Linked DNA regions of Mus musculus: region 2 is linked to region 1. The links are chromatin contacts, called in public HiCAR-type maps. All regions are on one chromosome and are shown on one strand. The core of a region is the stretch at or near the end of the contact, and the rest is flanking DNA. Distances in the headings are between cores, read along the strand shown. Region 1 holds the start of B3galnt2 (UDP-GalNAc:betaGlcNAc beta 1,3-galactosaminyltransferase, polypeptide 2). Region 2 holds the start of Inhba (inhibin beta-A).

The links. HiCAR-type assays count read pairs that join an accessible place to other places.
Region 2: a contact with region 1 is called in a HiCAR-type map of astrocytes, with 2.2 times the contacts expected there. The contact joins the promoter of Inhba here to the promoter of B3galnt2 in region 1. A contact is called at or near these places in 1 of 39 promoter capture datasets (pre-B cells) and 1 of 115 datasets of contacts at active chromatin or transcription factors (astrocytes).

The regions. Positions count from the first base shown.
Region 1 is chr13:13,951,615-13,956,058 of GRCm38.p6, reverse strand. It overlaps B3galnt2 (UDP-GalNAc:betaGlcNAc beta 1,3-galactosaminyltransferase, polypeptide 2), which reads right to left and starts at 1,385. Exons shown (of 12, transcript NM_178640.3): 1 at 1,140-1,385. The coding sequence starts at 1,254.
Region 2 is chr13:16,008,796-16,013,188 of GRCm38.p6, reverse strand. It overlaps Inhba (inhibin beta-A), which reads right to left and starts at 1,338. Exons shown (of 5, transcript NM_008380.2): 1 at 1,099-1,338; 2 at 803-989. It also overlaps the pseudogene B230303A05Rik.

The sequences.
Region 1 (4,444 bases), core at 136-2,635:
TTATTGTGTTGAACGCTAAAAGACTGTTAATGTTAAGGTCACATATATTCTACAGTGGGCTCTGCGTGTAGATTCCAGCAACTCACTCATCTTTGAGTGAGAGAGAGCACAACCCCAACAGATGTTAGGTGGCCAAGCATTTTGTATGTACGGCCCTTTTTTAACTAGTTTGTAAAAGTCTCACAAGCTAAATACGCATATAATGTACTTTCATTATACCACTTGGAAGTCATTCTTTTCAGTCACACAAATAGCCTTTCCAAAAAAATGGTGGTTGTCTAATAGGAAAAGAGATCACTACTAAAATAACCCCAGTGTAATCTGGTAACAGTCGGAGTTTTGAGGATTGCTAAATAAGGTATAAGACTTGGTTCTGTGATGGCTGTGAAGAACTGTTTTAAAACTTTCTGAAAAGAAAACAGCTGTTTGGATATGAAATGGTAAGATAAATCCTAACGTAGTTAAAAATTAAAGCATTACCCTATCTTTAAAATGGCTATAGAGTTCTCGACATATATAAGCATTCCGGGAAAAACTTGAAAATGACACACAGGAGACAAGAAAGTAGTGTTGAGGGTGGCAGGACAACACTGGATACGCACTGTGGGCAAACGCACCTTCAGATTGTAAGGCGAATGAGAACAAAGATTTCATTCCCACGATGGATGAAGTTTGGGAACAAATGTACGCGAAGTTAAAGAAGAATCCGGTATTCTTAGGCTCCTTAATTAGCAAGCTATCCAAGCAGAATACAGGGGCGACTCCACTCACAGCTGAACCCTAGTTCACGTCTAGGTCTTTTCCTGACTCACCTCATGATCAGAGACCACAAAGTACAGTCCGTCCCTCCTCGCTGCAAAGTGAGTCCTGACACGCAAAGCCAACACCGTCAGCACCGGCAAGCTCGCTCCCCCACCCCACCTCGGAGAGAAGCGCCCCAAGTTGTGACCAGGGCCCTCCCTCGACCACGACGCGGGCCGCTGAGCACACGCTGATAAGAAACGAACAGTTGGGTTCGCCCGACACTAAAGAAAGACTCGCTTGTTCCGTCCGTTCTGGGACGTCCGAGCCCTCCCTGTGCCCCTTCAGCCATCCCCCGCGGCCTCCCACGAGCGCAGCGACTCAGCCCCTCACCTCACCTGCCGCGCTGGGCCCGGTGTTGTGGGGGTCCGGCGGGGAACGGAGCCAGAGGTGCCAGAGGTGCAGCGCGGCCCCGAGCACGCAAGGGCACAGCAGCACCAGCCAGTTTCGCATTGGCCGCTCCCACCTCGCGCCCCCGCCGCGCTCTCCCGCGTCCCGGCCAATAGCGAGGGGACCTAAGAACACCGAGTGCCACCAGGAGTGTTCGCGCCCACGCCTGGCGTTGTCTCCGCCGCTCTCTCCTTAGATCCGCACCACGAGCGGCGGCCGCTTCCCGGCCAAGGCCACGCCCCCGCGTGCGTGGCCTTCCCACCCGTTCAGCCCTCCTCGCTCTCGCCCAGCCCTTCAGTCCGCGTCCCTGCACGCTCCTGTCTGCCGGAAGGGCGGGAGCGGTAGTCCCTCGCTGAGCCCAGGAGGGAGGCGTGCCTGAGATTGTAAGCCCGAGAAACTACGTTTCCCAGAGAGCTATGCGTGCTGCTACGCAACGCTGGAGGCGAAGTGCACACACGAAGCATGCGCGTCTCTCATCCGGCCGCGGTGCCTTAGCGGCACACTGAGCATGCGCATCCACCTTCTTGCTAGGGTTCCCCTGTAGTAAAGGCGGGTACCGCACACGGGGAACCTGCACGTTAACTGCTCAAGTTGCTGTACGACCCCCTCCGCTGTGGACATTGCTGCAGGGCGCATGACCTCGAGGAGCAGTTGCCCAGTCGGGGCAGGTTTGTATGGCACCTCAGCGCTCAACGAAATAATAGTGTGCTCCCCTGACCTATCCCATAAGAAGCGCAGCGGGGAGCCTGAGCGCCGAGTAGCAGGGAGTTTCCTGCTTCCCTCTAGTAAGCAACGGCGGGTGAGGAGGACGAGAAACACCGGGGCTTGCTATGGAAAGCGAGGACAGAGGAGAAGCCCGGATCTGGAGGCTGCCTGGGTGCGCACGCGCTCCTCACTAGGGTAACTGTCGGGAAGCACAGAAATGAGAGCTTCAGCTGCCAGATGACTTTGAAAAGTTCCCACCAAGTTGAGGTGACCAAATGTGTGAGGGCTGGGTTTGCAAAAGATCCATCTCCAACCAGCGTTAGGAAACGAGCGGACTTCACTGGAGCCACCTCTCAGGCTCAGCACCATATTGCCACTGAGTAGCGGTTTTGTATTAAAAAAGCAATTGTAGTAACACACACACACACAGACGCCCCCAGTGTCTCACGTAGTTAACAGGAAACTATTCTGCAGAGGATGGCCTTGAACTCTTGATCTTTCTGTCTTCATCTCCACAAGTGGTGCTTTGGGATGGAACCCAGGGCTTAATCCTTACTAGGCAAGCCCTCTACCAACTGAGCTATATCCTCAACCTGACACTGTTAAGATTGACTTTTTTAAAAAGATTTTATTTGATTTTTTTTTTCATTTGTGTGTGTACGCATGTGCAGGCTGGGGGGGGGGGCGTCTATCCCATCCCCTGGAGCTGGAGTTTCCCCGTGTTTGTGAGCCACCCTGTAGGTACTGGGAACTGAAATTGGGTGCTCAGGAAGAGCAGCCAGATCTCTTAACCATTGGGCCATCTCTTCAGCCCCTTAAGATAGCTTTTTCTTTGGCTATTTTTGCAATGTTTTTAATTTCAATTTTTTAATTTAGTTTAATCAGGTAAAAGCTGTGTTCTACTGTACTGTTTTATTATGTACTTAATAAAATAACTCACGTGGTCAAATTTGTTCCCATGAGAAGAAACTTGTTTGAGCGGTGATGAAGCTGAATGGTAGGGCCTTACCTACCAATGGGCAGTCTTGGGTTGATGCCCAACCTGTACAAAAAGGGGAGGGGACTCGTGTATTTGTTATTCATTACAAATCCAGAATAATTGAAACAATAATAATCATTTCATATCTCAGACTTTAGTACAGATCAGGAATTTGGGAGCTAAGTTCTAGTTCGTTTTCAAAGTTGCAGGAATATCATCAGCCAGGGCTGCAGTCATCTGAAGGCTTCATGGTGGTTGAAGAGTCTGCTTTGAACATTGCTTACTCAGATGGCAGACGTTTTAATGATGGAGACACATTGTCACTTCTGGGTTAGTCAATTGGTCACACAGAAAAGCCCTATAGAGTGGATACCTGTGTGCACAGTGTTCAGGTATTCACCAGGTGACTACCAGGAGTCGAAGATCACTGGGAACCATCCTAGATGCTGGCTAGCACAGTATGCCCTGAAAATTTGAGCACTAGTGTCTCAATACTCTGGGGTAACTTTAGGACCCCTAGTAACAAGAGTCCTGAAGACAGGAAAGAACACTTTTTTCCTTTTGAAGAGTAACAGAATTAAAGGATGAAATATATAGCTGCTTGGCAGATATCACCAACTTCTGTATATTCCTTTCCCTCTAAGGAAGAATAATTTCTATAACTTTCTTTTAAGGTTTATTTATTTATTTATTTATTTATTTGGTTTTTTTGAGACAGGGTTTCTCTGTGTAGCCCTGGCTATCCTGGAACTCACTTTGTAGAACAGGCTGGCCTCGAACTCCCAAGTGCTGGGATTAAAGGTGTGCACCACCATGCCCGGCTATGCACACAAGAGTTTTTATTCAGGCTTGAACCTGGGCCACAAACTATCCTGGTGCAATAGGATAGGAGAGCGACCCCAAAGTCTAGGGCATGGGGTTTATAGAGGAAAAAAACGCAAGTAGGGATTGGCAAGCCTTGGAGTTAAATGATTAAGTAAGAGGATAAAGGAATGTTGGCCTTTAAGCTGATTGGTTTACAGCATCTGATCAAACCGCAAGGAGGGAGCACACACCTAAAAGAAGCTTCATGACTTGGGAATGATTCATGTTTACTTAGCCCACCCTGGTATTATCGCTTGACTACAGCTGTTATGCCTATTTTGCAACTGTCAAGATCTCATGTTTTGTTTTGTTTTTTTCCAGAACTCAAGGGTGGGGGACAAGTCACTCTGAGGACAAAAACCTAAGATGGAGTCTAAAAAACCAAAATGGAGTTTGTTTTGCTACCTCAGTCCCTTCAGACTCAGGTCCTCTGTGACTCAGGTTTCTACCTTTCTTGGTAGAACTTTCTCTGTTTAAAAACTACGATGGGCCTAGGGAAATGGCTCTATAGTTAAAAGCACTTGTTGCTCTTGCAGGAGACCCAGGCTTGGTTTCCAGTGAAAGACTCCCTGAGGAGCCCCTCGCTCAGGACTCAGGATAATAGCAGACCCCCAAGAACTCACGAGAGACCAAGCTTGATGCAAACCACACGAGGCTTTATTCGGGGAAAGCCAGAACTCTGGGGACGACTCGTATCCCACTCAG
Region 2 (4,393 bases), core at 89-2,588, 2.1 Mb before region 1:
AATAAAGTTGCAGGGGAAAATGACAGGAATATGGGTGGCAAAGACAGAAAGATAATCAGTGATAGTCATTTCCATTCCAACCCCAACCCCGGGGTGAACATAAACCTTTGGAAGAGAGGCACTTCCATGCTGTTTGATAAGAATCCCTGAGCATCTAAACTCATTTCTTGCCTCACACATAACTTCAGGGAAAGTCCCACTTGCACCCGAATGTAGATTGTAGACTGGCTTGGCACAGAAAAGTGCCCGAATCAGACCCCAGCTCCGGGGCGCCCTCCTAATTTAAACTCAAGCCTCAGTGTTTCCATCTATAAAGTGGGATGTATAATTTCAGGATCAAAACTCAGTGGTCACAAAAGAATGTTATTTCGGAGCATCCCTGTAGTTTCTTAAGCATGTGTGTCATAAGAATGTTCAAGACCCTGACTGCAGGGGCCGCCTCACACAGGGTCACTCTGAGACCCTGTTGGCCTTTGACACCCTGAAAGTGCCAACCTGCTAAGCCAGTCTAGCAGCTATGACGTAGCTGAATCTCCCCCAACCTCAGAGCTGGAACCACTTTGGGAAAGCCTCCTCTCCTCCATGGAAATCCAGGTGGGGGTGGTGGAGGAAGCAGGTAGGTTAAAATGCTTCTGTGGAATATTCTGGGCTGAGGATCAGCGTTTCCCAGCTGAATTCCAGGGCCCAGGGCGTGCGCTGGTCAGCGCAGCTCTGAGCGGGGTTGGTTTCTCTTTCACTTCCTGCCCCTCCCGCGGAGACTCCCTGCACCCAGGCCCTGTCCCTTTTCAGCTTGCCACCGTACCTTGAGCAGCACCTGCTGGCAGTTTCCAGGGATCACTCCCGAATGCGCAGCTCCAGCCCGGCTCGCGGGACGCCTGGACTCAGGGGCCAAGCTGGTCCAAGCGGCCGCCTCTATTTTTACCCTGAACACCAGCAAGGGCAACTTCGTTTAAAAGCGCAGCTCTTGATTTTTCCCCCCCTTTTGGCAGCTAAAGAATTCAGGGAGGGGAAAGAAAAAAAAAAAATCACTGTTCAGTGAGTGCAGCCGGGAATCTCTGATCCCAGCCCTCGGTGCCAGGGAATGTCAGGGACCAGGACCTGCAGTGGGGCTGCCGGTCTCCTGGCCAACGGAGGCGAGCGGCAGCTCAGGCCCCGCACCCGCAGACTGCCCCTTCCCGAGTGTAGAGTTCGGTCCCACCGACTACCGCACTGGCAGAGTGGCCCGCTGCCACCGCGCTCTGCACCTAGCGGAGGCGTTCTGATTTACTGGCTACTTCACAAAGCTCCAACTCCACGCTGGCCCGGTGCTGCCTGGAGGAGCAGCCACTAGCGAACCCCGGGAGCAGCTTGCTGTGAGGAGGAGCCCGGAGGGAAACTGGTACCTTATTTTACTGTAATTGCAAAAGAAGAGATGTGCCAGAGATTTATATTTAGAAGTTGTATGTTTCTACTTTTATGTAAATGGAGCAATTAGGGCCTGTCTTGTTTCTGCTAACTCGGATGCGTGAGCATTGCTGGGGAGCTGGTGTTTTCAATCACAATTAGTGAGCTGGTCAAGAAACAAAGTTCCTTTGAGGATAGAGCTCCTTTGTGTGGATGAGGGAAACCTGCGTTTCAGTGCTGGCCGGTGGCTTGTGGTGACACACATCTTAGGGGCATAGCTAACTCTGGACTAGTGTGTTTGCCCTGTGCAGCAGCTGGGCCCATATAAAGTTGGCAGAGATCAAGTCGTGAGAATATTCACTTTTCCTCTCAAGCAAACCGTATGTCCTTAAGCTTTCATGCAGGCTATTAATCGCTCTTCCCTCACTATCCCTGAAGCAAGGAGACAGGCTTGGAAAGGAAGCCGTTTTCCACGACTCTGACTCTGTGGTTAGCTGCTGCTCACAGATCCTGTGATTCAGTGAAACATGCAAGCCAGAGAATGTGGACACCTTAAGCAGGTGACTGACAAGTGTCCTCTGATTCAACTGAATGACAGGAGGCTGGTGGTTCAGAGGCACAGACAAGCTGCTGATAACTCAGGGTGTTTGGTTCCTTCCTATGAAAAATCTGTTTCAAAAAAAAAAATTCATGATTTCTGCCTGCCTTGCTGGGAAAGTAAACATGAAACGTGACTATAAAAATGAAAAGAACCTTTGAGGTGTTCTCATCAGCTACGTGTTGTTCTGGGCTTAAGGGGTGGTGGGGGGGGGGGGAAGACCTGGCCTCCTTGGTTAGGGTTACCCTCTCCCCCACAAGAGACAGCACAACATCCAGAAAACATGGGCAGGACTCTGAATGATATTTGCTGCAGTAAACTGTGGAAGTCCCTGTCTAACCATCCCATCAAACGGCTTTGGTAGAGTATGGGGTTGGCAAACCTGTCTGTTTCCTACAGGCCACAGCCTGCAACTAGTTTGGGCCAAATGTTAGATACCAGGATTTGGGCCAGAGATGGAGCGGCACTTTGCAGTCAAAAATCCAACTAGGGGGCTGTGTGCTTCTAAGCTAGAACAAGAATGAATAGTTCAAAACCGAACTGGAAAGGGGGGCATTCACATTGCTCTGAACTGTATCCAAAACAACAAATAAGAGACGGTTAACCCCAAACTCCCTGATTCCTAAGACTCACATTTTTTCTCAGAACCACCTGAGTATCCCTTCAGGCCTCATGCTGTCTATGAGGACCTGCCTTCAGGATATTGAAGACTGTCATCTGAACAGTGGCCCCAGATGCTACAGTTAAAAAATGGGAAAAGAAAAAGAAGGAAAAATTCCGTAAGTAAAGCGTTGTTGTTCACTCCAGAACAGCGGTTCTCAGCTGAACTGGTTTCTCTCTCCGGGACATCTGACAATGCGTTCAGCTGTCATAACCAGGAAGGAGGTGCCACTGGCATCTACTGAACAGAGGCCAATGCTAAGAGCTCTCCTACAATGCACAGCACAGGATGGTGCCCACGCTAGAAAAATTAGCAATGATTATACAGTGAGAAGCCCTGAGTTAGAGTCATGATTTTAAGATTTCACCCAATTCCCTTTCCATCTGTGCTGCAAGAGAACTTGGAAACCCAGACTATAACACTGGAAAAGAATCCAATTATGCAAAGTATTAGTGATTGAAGTGACCCTGCTTCCTCATGCATGCATGGTACCCAATGAGTAGAAACTCATATCAGGCAACAAATAGCAGCCTTGCAATCCCCACCCACATTCTCATATGCCCTCAGCACATTCTCAGCCAGTTTTTGGGTTAAACCAAGGGCAGTTGTGGTGGCAAGAAACAAATCTTGATGGGCTGACTCATACCCAATGTCTTCGAAGATAATGGACTCACTGAGAAAAAGTAAATGAAGAACTGGGTTCTTCACTTTAGCCGTTTAGTAACAGCTCCATCAATGCAACAGTGAATTCCCCAAAGTAAATTTTGCAAATATGAGATAGCCATACTTAACTTAAAAAGAGAGAAAGAGAGAAAGCTAATAGTTTTTATTTTTATTGCCTAGTACTCAAGGTAATGACATAATATTAATATCCAAAGAAATAAAACAGAGTTCTTGCCTAAATCATAACGTTCACTCCAAGCAACAAATGATCCTGCAAGTGCCCTTCTCATAAGAAAGTGGAAGGAAGGCTGTGGCCCTCCAGGTGCTGTTCCTATGAGAAGAGCCAGATATGATTGTGACAGACACAGAAAAGGTGTCATCAACAACAAACGATAAATATCAAAGACAGAAACAGCCTACAACAAGCCAGCTTAGGTATGAATACTGTTCAGGAGACAAGGGCTACTGTCCCAAGTTCATGGCTTAGCGTCTCAGTGGCTCAGGTCACCCAGAAAGGAGAGAGTAAGTCAGAGTTCATTTGTCAATGGACAGAGCCATGAAAGGACTGTCTTAGACATCATGACGCCATGTCATCTCCTCCAAGATATGAATCATAGTCTACTCAGGTAAATGGTCATTTTAGAACCAAAAGCTTCAATCAACTCCCAAATGATTCATAAATGCCTGGATTTCTTCCCAAGAATGGCTAGCACATACAAAGCCTCAATAATCACTTGTGACCTATAGAGAAACTATATAAATATGCCTTCTGAAAGTTCTGACCAACATGCATATGTTCATTAATTTTGTAACTCAGTTAAAACCTAATCAGGAAACATCTGCTACAGAAATTGACTTATTTCCCCTAAAAGACTATGGAAAACATTTTCAAAGGAATATAGAACAGAGTGCCGCTATACTTTTCCTTACCTGGAACCTCTAGGATAACAAGTCCCATATTCCTGGCTTGAGGACACAGAGATTTAGTGTGTAGATTCCACTAAATTGATAAGAGAGCAGAGGCTTTGATTCTAATCCAGTTTTGCTTATCCACAAAGATACCTCTACAACCTGTTGTCCAATTATAG